2 separate regions of the Neogale vison genome follow, and region 2 is linked to region 1. A link is a contact called in public Hi-C data. All regions are on one chromosome and are shown on one strand. The core of a region is the stretch at or near the end of the contact, and the rest is flanking DNA. Distances in the headings are between cores, read along the strand shown.

What was found. Hi-C and Micro-C count contacts between places; a contact is called where the count stands out from the background.
Region 2: a contact with region 1 is called in a Hi-C map of fibroblasts, with 5 times the contacts expected there. The contact joins the enhancer-like site here to the promoter of ZNF703 in region 1. A contact is called at or near these places in 2 of 3 Hi-C or Micro-C datasets (fibroblasts and muscle).

The regions. Positions count from the first base shown.
Region 1 is chr11:178,145,935-178,152,965 of ASM_NN_V1, reverse strand. ZNF703 (zinc finger protein 703) reads left to right here and starts at 4,467. Exons shown (of 2, transcript XM_044225398.1): 1 at 4,467-4,786; 2 at 5,802-7,031. The coding sequence starts at 4,550.
Region 2 is chr11:178,414,621-178,421,651 of ASM_NN_V1, reverse strand. No RefSeq gene overlaps it. Among named protein-coding and RNA genes, the nearest start is that of ZNF703, 270 kb to the right of the region's middle. Within about 2 kb of position 2,536, the one cell type or tissue checked has open chromatin away from gene starts, as enhancers often do. A contact at or near this core is called in fibroblasts, where this site is marked.

The DNA.
Region 1 (7,031 bases), core at 3,218-5,717:
AACAAACGAGGGCAGATACTGAGTGATAAGTGTAATTATAGGACACAGTACGACGGGGAGAGCGCAGAGGAGGGAGCTGGTTGCGCAGGCTCCCTGCCATGCTAGCTGTTCTTGCCCCTCCGGCCCTCTCCTGCCCCGGGCTGTGTCTGAAGCTGGGGATAGGGATGGGGCAGGCAGAGGAAGTGGCCTCCCAGGGCCCTGAGCGCGGTGCTCTAAATCAGGGCTCCTGGCCAAGGCAGTAATTGCCAGCCGCTGAAAGATATTAAGTGCCAGGGAGGAAAACCAAGTTCTCTGTGAGGCAGACTTTTCAGAGTTCTTACAGCTTGTAAAAAAAAAAAAAAAAAATGTAAATAGTTACCCAGTGAGATATTATTTCATGTTGTTGCCATTAGGGTTTGAGTGTTATGCAGAGAGAGGCGATCATTCAGGCAATTCTGCTTCTGCGAGGACTGAAAACTCCACATTAACCCCACACAACAAATCCACCACCTCCAGCTCTCAGCCTGACTCAGGCATTTTCTCCTGGGTGGCGAATTTTATGTAAATGCAAGTAGTGAAAAAAACCTATAAATATTCAGAATTTCCTAAAGGATTTTCCGGAGGGCATGGGGGGTTGGGAGGGCATTTTTTTTTAAAGAGACTCATTTTGACTGGAGGCTGGGGGCGGGATACTCTCATTTCTGGTGGAATCTGGGGACAGATTGGGTCTTGAGGGCGGGTGGTCCCCAGTGCTGAGTGGCTCCGGACACTGTTACTGCCATGACTGGTCTTGGGGCGCCAGCCCCACGGATGCACGTATCACAGCCCTCACTGACCTGGGACTCCCCTTGCGCCAAGGGCTGAACATGTGGACACACATTGTCTGCTTCCAGCCTCCTGACCCTTGGAGGTCATTCTTATACCTCACACATGGGGAAAAGGGAAGGGAGGTTGACTTGTCTGGGCCCAGACCCCCAGGAACAGCATAGCTCAAAGGCCTGGTTCTGAGAGACCTGATTCCATGCAACCACTCCGCCACTCACCAGTCAAGGACTTGGAGAAGGGACTAACCTCTCCAGCCTACCTCTCTTCAGCTGGAAATGGGAGAGAAGAACACCTAAGGCTTGTGGAGTGTCTGACACACGGAATGGCACAGGGCATCCTCCAGCAGCCTCCACTCCGTCCTGTCTTAATGGGGCTGCTTGTACCCAGAGCAAGCTGAGCAGGTCCTAGAGAGAGGGAGGCTCCTTAACCATACCTCTGCCACTTTTCTTTTTATTTATTTATTTATTTGAGAGAGACACAAAGAGAGAGAGAGAGAGAGAGCACAAGCAGGGAGAGCAACAGGCAGAGGAAGAGGAAGACGCAGGCTCCCCACAGAGCAGGGAGCCCGATGCGGGGCTCAATCCCAGGACCCTGGGACCATGACCTGAGCTGAAGGCAGATACTTAACCAGCTGAGACACCCAGGCGCCCCATATCTGCCACTTTTCTGCAAGGCCAGGCCATGGGCCATATGCCCTGTACAACATCTTGCGTGGGCTTTTCAACCTCATCCCTACAGCGCCATGCTCCGCGCGCCACTGACCTGCAGTAAATAAGGCCCAGCTGAATACTGATCCTTATTCTCTTCCAGGTGGCAAGCCATTCCTCTGAACACTGCCCTTGCTCTCTATGCCACGGGGAGGAGGGCCCCAGTTAGGACTCTATAGGTTAGCGCTTCAGCTAAGTGAATGTCGAATAGCAATTGTAATCGTCGCGGAGTCATGGTTTAATCAGGCCTCTGGCCTGGCTAAGTCTGGTACCCCATCTTTTCTCCTAAGGCCATTGGATGGATTCAGCCAGAAGAGCGCTTCTGCTCTCACCAGCACCCTGAAAGGAAAGGTGTCCCATTCCCTTGCTAGCACTTTCCAGGAGAGGGGAAAGAGGCCTGTTCTGGCCTCAGTGCAGTCAAGGCTTCCACTGTTCCTATCAGTGATCACTGCTGTGAGCTAAGAACGTGGGTGTGTGGGTGGGTGAGTGGGTGTGTGTGTGTGTAAGGACAATATAATACTACCAAGGCAAATTGCTTACCTTCTACCCAGAGCCTGCCCATTCTACCATCATCCCCTCCTTTCTCCTTTTCTTTCAATCATTCATTACCTTTTTCTTCTCTTTTCCTCTAAATATTCTGTCATCCTCTATTCATCTCCCCTCTCTCCTCTCTGTCGCCTCCTACCCCTCTTTTCCTTCCAAATTCCTCTTCTCTCTCCCCTCCTCTTTGTTCCCAACTGATTTCCCATTAATCATCCCTAACACACATCTGCTTGGGTCCTGGAAGGATTTTTTTGGTTGGATCTCACAGCTGGGCTGGTTACAATAATCAAGAAGGAGTCTTTCATCTCTCTCTGCCTCCTGGGTCTCCTCTCTTCCCGGCTAGTCCTTCTCCAGGGTGCCTATAGAGGCCCACCCTTTCCCAGTCTGTAAGGCTTTCTTCTGTTCTCTGTCTAGGTAGCAATTTCCCCAAGGCCAAATAGGCTTGTAGCTCGCAGGAGCCTTGCAATGGACTTTCAAATGTGGTGCTGGTAGTAGCAGCAAAGTCAGAAAGCACAGAGGCTGGCATGAGGAGGGGCACAGAGACCACCACATAGATGGGATTACCCCCTCTCTTGTACCCCTCTTGCTGCAATATGGAAGACACCTCCCAGCCCCCGTCATCCCTTAGCATTGGTTTCAACCTGGCTTTACCAGGAATAAAACTGGGGTAGGCAGAGCCTGTGTAATTTCTAAGAGGTCTATGCATAGTGCCCAAAAAAAACCCAGCAAAGATGCAGGGAGTACATTTAGTTTAGTGTATGATTGATATGGCCTGGGAATGGTGCCTGCTGTCTCCTTTAGTGAGCATGATAAATGTACGGGATTGCTATTTGTTATTTCCGTGATGGTTATTTCTCTCCGTTTGGAGAACCCCTTTGAAATCACCTATCCCCATCTCGGGTTCTCATGTTGTTTCAAGGCGTAGATCAACGCGGCAGAGTCAGGGATGGGTAGTCCCGGAGCAATAGGCCCCAAGTGACAGGCCTGACAATCAGTGTGATGGATTGGGTCTGGGAAAGTGGTACTGGGAGGCAGGCAATGACACCAGCGCGCCTCCACTGGCCGCTGAGAGCACGGGAAAGTGGTCTCCCTAGAGGCCGGCGCACAAAGGACCAGCTTCACCTTCTGACGATCCGCCAACCGGGAACTTTAATGTCAATACTTATGACTATGTAAAATCTCTGCCAAGCGCGCAACCGGCAATACACACTTAATCTAAAAGGTGTGGGGGGGGTATTGTTATTTTTAACAAAAAGTTTTTATTCCAAAATTTCCCTGGGAAAAGCTAGTGCATTTCCCCCCACCAGAAGAAAAGACGGGAATGGAAAGGCGCATCTCTGGAGTTTGTATCCACGCGCAGCACGTAGAGATTCCCCCCAACCCCCGCGCCATGGTATACAGGCCTCTCCAGTGATCCTGGCTACGCCCCCCTCAAAGGTGCGCTGCAGGGAGGCAACCGCGCTCCTCTAAACAGACACTGTAAGAAACCTGAAACACACCCAAGACCGAACCTATAAATCAGTGCGCAGGCAGCGCGCGCCAGGCGCATCCGGGCGGAGGGCACAGCTTGGGACACCGCGCTACGTCGCGACCATCTCACCCCGGAAGGGAGTCCTCAAACTTGCAGGCTTCGGACAGAACAGGCTCAAAATAGTTGGAGCGGCGACGCCGCGTCCCGAGAGCCGTGGACGCCTCCAAGGCTCGGGCGCTTCCAAGTGAGCACACCAGGGAGAAGCCAATTAGGGAAAGAGAGCTGGACGGGAGCAGAGCCGGAGCTGTGCGGGAGCAGAGCCGGAGCAGGGCCCGAGCTAGGCTGGCGCTCTGGAGGCGTGGCCCGCCCCCAGGCGGCCTCCAGGAGAGTCTGGGACTCCGCAGCAGCAGAGCCAGCGCCTTGCGCCCCTACCCCCCACCCCCATCCGCCCCACCCCAGGCACACTCGGCTGGCGGGTGACTGACCGGGCCAGCACCACCTCCGGCGGCGTGAAATGAGAGGGAAGAGAGGAAAGCCAGCGGGGGATAGGGCGCGGAGCCCAGGGTCTGGGACAAGTCCCGTCCTCTACGGGACCTCGGGGCAAGGGCTGCTCAGCTGGGGGGAGGGGAGGAGTACGGCGGGTGGTGGAGGCCGAGGCGGCGGCGGCGCGCGGGCGAGGCCCCTTTAAGGCTCTCCCCTCCCACCGGCGGCGCCGGCCTCCGCCCGCCGCTCTCCCCGCCCCGGGGTCCCGGCGAGAGCTGCGATTGGGCGGGCGCGGCGATCCCTTTGAAGTGTGGCTGCCGATCGCGGCTATTTGACGTGCGGCTCCGAGAAGGCGAAGGTTTTTGTGTTGCTCGCCGGGACTAGCGGCGGCGGCGGCGGCGGCGTCGGTGGAGGAGGGGTGGAGGCGCAGCGACTGCTGCACCGCGCTCGACGCTGCGGAGCGAGCCCACCCGCCCCGGGAGCTCGCCTCCCCGGTGCTCCCCCTCCCTCCCCGCCCCCCCAGTGGCGCTGCCTCCTCCAAATGAGCGATTCGCCCGCTGGATCTAACCCAAGGACACCCGAAAGCAGCGGCAGCGGCGGCGGCGGGAAGAGGCCGGCGGTGCCGGCGGCGGTGTCCCTCTTGCCCCCGGCGGACCCCCTGCGCCAGGCGAACCGGCTCCCTATCAGGGTCCTGAAGATGCTGAGCGCTCACACCGGCCACCTCCTGCACCCGGAGTACCTGCAGCCGCTGTCCTCCACTCCCGTCAGCCCCATTGAGGTCAGTCTCCTGGTCGCTGCCCGCCCAGCGCCGGCCCCATTCCGCCCACCACTGCCGGGCCCGCGGCCCCACTCCCTGCGTCCCGGGCTCGGTGCGACGCCCAGGTCTGGCCGCGCCGGTGGACGGGGTGAGGCGGAACCGAGAGAACAGGGATCGGAGACCACCGGGTTCTCCTCAGGCTTTTCCGTGGAAGGTTCGCCTTCCACACTCGCCTTTCGGAACTACGTGTTTTCTCTCGGATTGGGTTTGCTCTTGGGAGTCTCCACTGGGTCCTTTACTTTTCCTCTGACACCCAGTTCCCAGACGAGAGACGATCTCTCCTGGGCCTTTCCTGCCCCCGCCCCCCAACACACACACGGGTGTGGGCTCTTTGAGGTCGGATCGCCCCCGTCCCACTCCACCTCTGTCCCATCCGGTTAGAGCGCTCTACGCCCCGGCACTCCCGATCCCAGGTCTTTCTTCCTCCCACCGCCCTGGGTGCCCTCCTCGGGAGGGAGGGGCCACTAGGAGAGCGCCCGCGGCCGCCCTGGCTTTCGAATGCGTTTCTCCCGGCTCCTACCTCGCGGCGCCACCGCCAGAAACCCGTCCCAAGCGAAGTTCCCCAAACTGAAGTAATAAGTTTTCTCCTGGACACAGGGGAGGGGGAGATTAGAAGGTAGGGGGCGAACACAGCCCCTCCCCCAGCCCCGACTCCAGACCAGTCACCTGCACCCGCGGCGGCCTCTGGTGGACAGCTTCCACTGCCCCATTTGCCCAGGCCTATGCCGCACTCTGGGACCCAGTGGAATGAGGGATCCCACTCGGTCTCTGCGAGCGCAGTTCCACACTACTGCGCCGCCCCTCCCGCCTTGCTCTCTGAGGGCCTTGCTCTCAGACCCTCTCCCTTAGGCCTGCCCGCCCCGTCGCACCGCCGCCGGGAGACCCCGTGCCCACCCGGCTCCCCAGACACCCCGCTTGCTCCGTCGGTTTGGTGGTCTCACCCCCTTCTCCCTTCCGTTGCCGCTGTCTCCCACAGCTGGACGCCAAGAAGAGTCCATTGGCGCTGCTGGCCCAGACTTGCTCGCAGATCGGCAAGCCGGACCCACCGCCCTCGTCCAAGCTCAACTCGGTAGCAGCGGCGGCCAACGGGCTGGGAGCCGAAAAGGACCCTGGCCGCACCGCGACGGGAACTGCCTCCGCGTCTGCGGCCCTCAAGCAGCTGGGGGACTCCCCTGCAGAGGACAAGTCCAGCTTCAAGCCCTACTCCAAGGGCACCGGCGGCGCCGACTCTCGTAAAGACAGCGGATCCTCCTCCGTGTCCTCCACCTCTTCCTCATCCTCCCTGTCTCCGGGAGACAAGGCGGGCTTCAGGGTCCCCAGCGCCGCCTGCACGCCCTTTCCCCCGCATGGAGCGCCGGTCTCTGCGTCGTCGTCGTCATCCTCGCCTGGTGGCTCCCGGGGCGGCTCCCCGCACCACTCTGACTGCAAGAACGGCGGTGGGGGTGGCGGCGGGGAGCTGGACAAGAAAGACCAGGAGCCCAAGCCCAGCCCGGAGGCTGCGGCGGTGAGCCGCGGCAGCGGTGGGGAGCCCAGCGCCCACGGGGGTGGCGCGGAGGCTGGGGCCTCCGGGCGCAAGTCCGAGCCGCCCTCGGCGCTGGTGGGGGCCGGCCACGTGGCGCCGGTGTCCCCCTACAAACCGGGCCACTCCGTGTTCCCGCTGCCACCCTCCAGCATCGGCTACCACGGCTCCATCGTGGGCGCTTACGCCGGCTACCCGTCCCAGTTCGTGCCTGGCCTGGATCCTAGCAAGTCCGGCCTCGTGGGAGGCCAGCTGTCGGGGGGCCTGGGCCTGCCACCGGGCAAGCCCCCCAGCTCCAGCCCGCTCACCGGGGCCTCCCCGCCCTCGTTTCTGCAGGGATTATGCCGCGACCCCTACTGCCTGGGAGGTTACCACAGCGCCTCGCACCTCGGCGGCTCCAGCTGCTCCACTTGCAGCGCGCATGACCCCGCAGGGCCCAGCCTGAAGGCGGGGGGGTACCCGCTGGTATACCCCGGGCACCCGCTGCAGCCCGCTGCGCTCTCATCCAGCGCCGCCCAGGCCGCTCTTCCCGGCCACCCGCTCTACACCTACGGCTTCATGCTGCAGAACGAACCGCTGCCGCACAGCTGCAACTGGGTGGCGGCCAGCGGGCCGTGTGACAAGCGCTTCGCCACCTCGGAGGAGCTGCTCAGCCACCTACGGACTCACACGGCCCTGCCGGGCGCG
Region 2 (7,031 bases), core at 1,287-3,786, 270 kb before region 1:
GCTGACATTCTTTCTTGGGAATTCAGCATGGTAGAGTGAAAAGGACATCAGCTTTGAGACAGGAACATTCAGGCCAGGAACATTAAATGCCAACCTTCATCAGTTATTGGCTATTGGACAATAAGTTGATTAATTTTTATGAGCCTCAGTATCCCCATCTGTAACATGAAAGTCATACCTGTCTCATAGAGTTGTCATTGCTGATGATATTATAAGATGATATACAGGAATGAAGCACCCAACTACGGAAATGTGTATGGAGGTCTCACGCTCTTCGGTGGATATAGGAAGTTGGTTAAGAAGACAAAGATGTTCAGCCGCTTTTTAGTTGTGTGACCTTGGGCAAATCCCCCCCTCCTATCTGTGCCACAGACTTCTCCCTGGCAAAATAATGAAATGATTACAGACCCACTCTCTGGATTTGTTGTGAAAATACAGTAAAGCACTTAGAATACTGCTGGGCTCAGGTAGATTATTCAATAAATGTCAGTTGTTATTGTGACATTTCCCTGGGGGTACCTAGAGGATGTTTCCACAAAGTGATTTGCTCTGCTTTGTAGGAACGCACTGGCCATGAATGGGGACTTTCAGCCCCTCCCCAGAGTCTGTACATCAAAACAGACTCTTCCTTGTCCAAAGGCACACTGCCAAGCTTGACCACCAACCCTCAGAGTCTCCTTCAGGAGGTCAGATGACATTCACAAGACCCAGAGTTAGTGCTTATGCCGACAGGCAGGACCTAACCGAACTTTCCATTCTCTCTGCACATTGGACCCTGGGATCTGAAGAACAAAATCTAGACAACAGGGCAGTGAGAGATTTACTGGCTCTTCCACTCACGTCCTGCGTACCTGTGACCTTACCTATCAGCAAATCGCAGACTGCTATTGTGGCTACTAGGCGATCAAGAGCAGTTAGACTTTCCCATACACTAGTCATTCTGCTGAAATTTGCTTGTGCTGTGCCCTCCACCGGAAACATCATTCTTCCCACGTCTACACCTGAGACAAATACTACTCATCATTCTATCCCCAGCTCAATAACACCCTTGGGAATCTTCCCCCTTCCCTCTCTCTGGGGTCTCCCAGTCTTGGGAAGAACTGTGGCTCAGATTTTGATGATGGAGCGATTTTCATATGACATTTTGGTTACGGGAGTTTGTGTTTGCCTCCTCCCCTCTGTTCAAAGTATCTTGAGGGGAGGATCAATCTGTTCCTTCTAATCATCCTCAGCACCTACCATAATGCTCGGCATACAGTGATGATGTAGCCCATGTTTGATGCCTGAGTGAATAAACGAAGGAACAAAACATACATTAGCAAGCAACTGGGAAGAAGAGAGAGATAACTTTAAAATTCAGTGTGGTTCAGCAGCTCCTGGGTGCCACAACAGGGACCTGTGTGCTTATAAGATGTTTCCGTGAAACCTCACTCCTTCCAAATGGGGGTGTCAGCTGTTTGGGCTTCTCCTCAGGCCCTTGCCCTTGGCGACCCAAGGCACCGGGTGCTAATGCACTTCCAGCTTAGACCTGGAGCGTTCCCGCACAATCTGTTAATGTAAATGATCTGTCATCTTGACCAGCAAGGTTAAAGCAAGGTACCTCTTAAAAGAAGAATATGAAGAGACCCGGAGCGCCATGGAGAGTTCAAGTACAACTGTTTTATAGGAAAGGTCAAGTTCACCTTGTGTGGGGCACTTGGGCTAACAGTTACCGATTAAAGGAGACAATACCATAAATTTTGCAGGCTTCTTAACTCCTGGATTATTCCCCCTCTCTCCAACCCACTTGATTGGAAAGACTCTTTCCTAGGCTTCTGAGAACACAGACTCCCTCGCAATGTTTTCTTTCGCCACAGAGCCCACACAGAGCTCGGTGGGTTTTTTTTGTTTTTGCCCACTGCTTTCTTAGTAAGGTTTGCTTCCAGAAAACAGCCAATTTTATTTATATATATAAACATAAACATACATATATTTCAAAGGTAACTTAAAAAAAAAAAAAAAAGTGATAGGGCTGCAGTCTGCAGCTGGACCAGAAGGGGGAGGCTGAAGGAAGTAGATTCCTGCAAGTCTGGGGGAAAAAAGTACTTTATGAGGTGGTGAGGGAAGGGGGTGGGAAGGGGGGTAGTTAGAAATGTGAAGAGGAAGAGAAGGAGGGGTAGCAAAATCAAAATGATAATAATAAAATAATAATTGCGGCCATCATTTTAGTGTGCTCAATGCATTACATATGTGGGCGCGTTTAATCCTCCCGACAACCCCAGGAGGTAGGTATTAATATCCCCATTTTTCAGATGAGGAAATCAAAATGCCAAAAAAGAAACCCTTCAAAGTTTCAATTTGTACACTAATTTTAAGGCAGCTGGATTGCCGGGCTATAACCAAGTCATTTCATAAGTAAATACTGGCGGCTTGATTTTTTTATCTTTTTTTTAATTTTTAATGTTCACTCTTCCAGGCCCCAGGTCAGTAACTGAATATGTGGGAAGTCTTTTAAAATACCAATGAGAGCGTTTGAAATAGCACAGCTGAAAACCACTACTTTTCACACTGGGCTTCATTCAGAGTTCAAGGTTGTACATTTTTCTCCCACACAAATTCAACAGAACAAGAAACCACAAGAATTGAGCGTTTTCCAAGTCTAAATAGGGGAATGTGAATGTCAGGAAAAAGCACGAGGGGAAATTTATTTGAAAGCACTTCTCTGAAAAACTTGGCCCCTCGGTTTCCTGGCTTCAAGGCCCTGACTCCATCTAGATAGTTAACAGATATCAAATCACCAGTAGCGTTCAATAAGTACTCAATAGTATGAATATTGTGGTCAGTTTCCTGATGGGCCTAATACTTGTTAGGGTTTTCCAGATGAATCACTTCTGTTTTACCCAGAGTCCCTACCATGACCAGCGCCATACCTGCCCTCTGCGTGAACTCCACCGAGGTTGCCCATCAGGTTAAATTTTCTCAAAATGTTCTAAACTGCAGTCATTTTTCTGCCCAGTGCGTCTCTGCGACCAGACCGCGTATGCCCAAAAGTGTGTCCTACAGAGATTTCCACAGAGTAAGAATTTAGTGAGTGTTGCAGAAGGAATAAATAAATGAACTTCAGCAGACCGTATATCTGTACATTGAGGTTTTCTTTTAGCACGAGGGCTTGGGGTTTGGGAACCGGAAATGGGGCGGGCAGAAGGGAATAGGGTTTGGTTCTGTTTGTGTTTTTTTTTTAATCTTCTTATCCCCCGTTATATTTCAATTGAATTTGTCAAGAGGCTTGGGGTTTTATTTTCCCAACATGAATCACTGATGATCTAACAAATTAATTACCCATCCATCCTGCCCTACTGAGTGAGGTCATGGGAGAATGGATGGGTTCAGCGGACCTCTTCTGGACAGTAGTGTCACAGGCCCCATTTAAGAACTTGAGTTCAATGCCAAAATTGCCAGTTTAGGTTAGAATCAGACTTAAATGTATCTTATTATACACAGAGGCACACAAATGCAATATGTCATCTTTAATGGTTCAGAACAAAGCCTAAAAAAATAGTGTCCTAGCACAGATGAATTTTATAACCTTTGATATATGGCTTTCATTATTAACAATAATTTCTGTAACTGCATCCAAATTCCGGAAGACACCCAATGAATATTAATTTTATTTTTGATTTATTTTCTGCGCCCGGTGGCTCCCTCTAGGGCAGACCTGCATTCCCAGCGTCCTTTTTGCCCTGAGATCCCCTCCATCCTTCAGAGTGAGATTCTCATGGTCTGGGAACAGCCTGGTTCCAGGAATACTACACTTGGAGTTTTGCTTTGCTGCTGGAAACTGAGCGGGGTTTTTCCCCCCTCATTGCATTTTCTTACCTCTTTCTATTTTACAAAGATTTCCCCCTCATCCACCCTTTGTCATTATATTAAAGTCTAATTGCAAGACAACTCTCCTCACCTAAGTCATCAACAAAGCCCAATTATTTCTAATGCATGCAGAAGGGGGAAAAAGTGCCAAACAATAAAAAGGCATGCAGTAACCTAAGCCTTTTTCACAGTCAGGCTTCAAGTTCACATGTGAATTTATGCCAGTTTTGACATTAGCCGAAAAAATTAACAGTTCTCAAAAATGAAACTCTCACAAAAGGGGTTTTGTGTTTCAAGCAGAATAAATTATAGTGTGATGTTATTAAAACACTTAGTTGTTAAGTTGCCAAGAAAATCCAGTATATTCACACAGACTCGAGGACCTGTCTCCATGCAAAGTAATTAAATTAGATTTATGGGCTGCATTACATCAGTGTTTGATAGTTCATTTTTCCTTTCTTCATATTTTGCCCTGCTTTATTAGAGCATGTGACAGATGGTAAAAATAGTGTGAAGTTTCTTGGCCCTGTGCTAAATCCCCTTTCGGTAGTATATCTCTCTTCTGTCAGTTCTCCCCAGCGATGATAAATTAACCTCTCTCTTTGTATCCCAAGTGTGGCAGTAAAGCTCTCTTTGACACAGCACTATCACTTTATCTTAATCTGTGCTGTTTCGAGGAGAGAGGGAGATGATGCAATCGCCACCACGAGTTTAAAGAGAAGATTTATTGTGTCAGAAAAAGGGAGGATGATTAATATAATATGCATCATTATATTTTTCATTTTGTCTCATTTGTCGCCTTCTCCTCAGCCGAGGCAAGGAGTTCGCCAGGGTGGGCCGTGCTCTGGACACCCTTTCCCCTCAGGCTGGTCTGCTGGGCCGTGCCTGGGGACTGGCAGGTGGAGGGGGCTGGTCCTCCTCCTGGCTACCCAGCCTCCACCAGGCCCCCGTGAAAGGAACGAGGTTTTTCTCTCTGGGACCTTAGCCAGTTTCCTGCCTCTCTCCGACGGAAGGGAATAGAACGCGAAGGTCATGGGGCATTATTTGAGGCGGGTCAAATCATCAGAGTGTATCCTGAGACTAAACAGGAGGGACGGTGGGGCGGGATGGGGGGGCTGTCACCCAGCCCCTAGAAGACATTGCTGGCGGGACAGGAAGAAGCAGAGCCATATGGAATGTTTCTGTAGGAAGGGACACAATACTATTTTCCCTTACTTACACCAAAGCTATAGTCTCCTTAAGCTACTCCTTGGCTACGAATTGCTTTTATCTGGAAACAGGCTTTGTGCATTCAGTTCCATAAGCATTTATCGGCAAGGCTACAGGACAGGCACAGTGTCAGACTCCGGATGCATGCAGAGGTGAACGGAGAGCCTCTCCTACCCTCAGGAAGCTCATATTCTAGCCAATGGGCAGCCAGCAACCAAAAGCAGGGAGCATCACCCCATCCCAGTTCCCCCCACAAGGGAGGGTGCGGGGCAGAGACCCTGGATCCCACCAAGGGAACATCCCAAAATCAAGGGAAGCAGATTCACTGTAGATAAGATGAGCATAATTCTAGTATAATAGGAAAGTATCATCTGGAGCTGAAAGGAATCCCTGTACCTCTCCCCAGAAGTGAATAATCCTTTTTATGAAGTGAGCGATCACAACTCCCATTTCTCTGCTTTAAAAAAAATCTGGATTTTTCAATATTTGCTGGAAGCAAGGTAACCCCCAAGACTCCCAGCCAACTGAAATATTTTCACCTGGTTTTCTTCAAAGACTCTAAAAGAACCACATGGCTAGAGGCCTGTCTTTGCTAATCTTACCCAGCGAATCGGTGCTTTTTCGTTTGCCTCTAGGACTGCCCTCCCCGCCTCTCACCCCCAGAGGGGCAGGGCAGCCATGTTTTCATGTGCACTAGGTGACTCGCCCCACCCCCCAGCATAACTGATTGGACCAGGCCCAGACCAGTTGGGTTCTCTCTCTTCCAGGGGTCTGGAACTGGGGTAGAATAACAGCCAGAGGGCTGAAAGGGGAAGGAGAGTCACCTTGATGGAGGCAGCTATCATCTGCCCTAAGAACCGAAAACCCAGATGCCGGAGCAGACATATTTGCAGACAGGCACTCAGGAAGAGCCTCTGGGATCCTGATATGATTTTCCGCGCACCCCTTGGGTCCTTGAGTCCCAGGAGACTCCCTTGTATCCTTAAAATAAATACTCCTTTTCTTTTCTTTTCTTTTTTCTTTATTTACAAGGTGGTAGAGAACCATGTGGGGAGTTTGAACAAAAGAACGACAGACTCAAAGTTCTCTGCTGAACTGAGTATAAACAAGTGGGGACTCGTGCAATTAAATCATTATAATTTCAGAATGAACTCCCCAACAACTTAACAATGAAATGGGATGCCTTACAAAGCCGTGAGCTTTCTATTATTCAAACAAAAGCTGAATTTCAATTTCATGAAAAGGAAGACTTGCCTTCACTACAGGATAAGATGCTGGGACCATTTTTCTAATATATTGAAAGAGGGAAAGTACCAAAGTTAGTCAACAGAAGGACAAAGAAAATACAAAGAAAAGAAACATGTTATCCAAATGAGTCTCTTTCTTTCTTTTTTTTAAACACATATTTAAATATTTTGTTTTCTCTTAGAATACATAAATGGTCATTAATTCACCACTCAATTAGTATGGGACGGAATACTATTAAGAGTAAGGCTCCACTGACTGAAGCTCACCATGGACCTCTTTCTTAATGAGAAAAAAATGTAAGCAGACACATGGAAAAGTAAGTTGGGAATTGGGAGGAGAAGTCCACAAGAGTAAAAAGTCATAAGATTTTAATATTTCCAAGTTCAAAGTGTGGTAAGCTGGACTCTATCTCATGTCCCAGGAGACTCCCTTGTACCCTTTAAAAATAATAATAATAATAAATTACTTTTTTTTCCTTAAATTAGACCAGATTGTTTTCTATTCCTTGTACCTAAGGGTCCTGAAACACCTGTATTTCCCACAAGTCCTCCCCTGGTGCTTCTGGTCCAGTCAGGCTGTCTTTTGCATTCTCCAACAGGTTCAGATTGATTCTTTGACCAGAAACGCCCTCCCTTGCCCCCTGACTAGACTACTCATGACTCAGACATGTCCTCCATCATGAAAATGACTCCGACCTCAATGACGATCTGTACCTTGAGTTTCTCCTT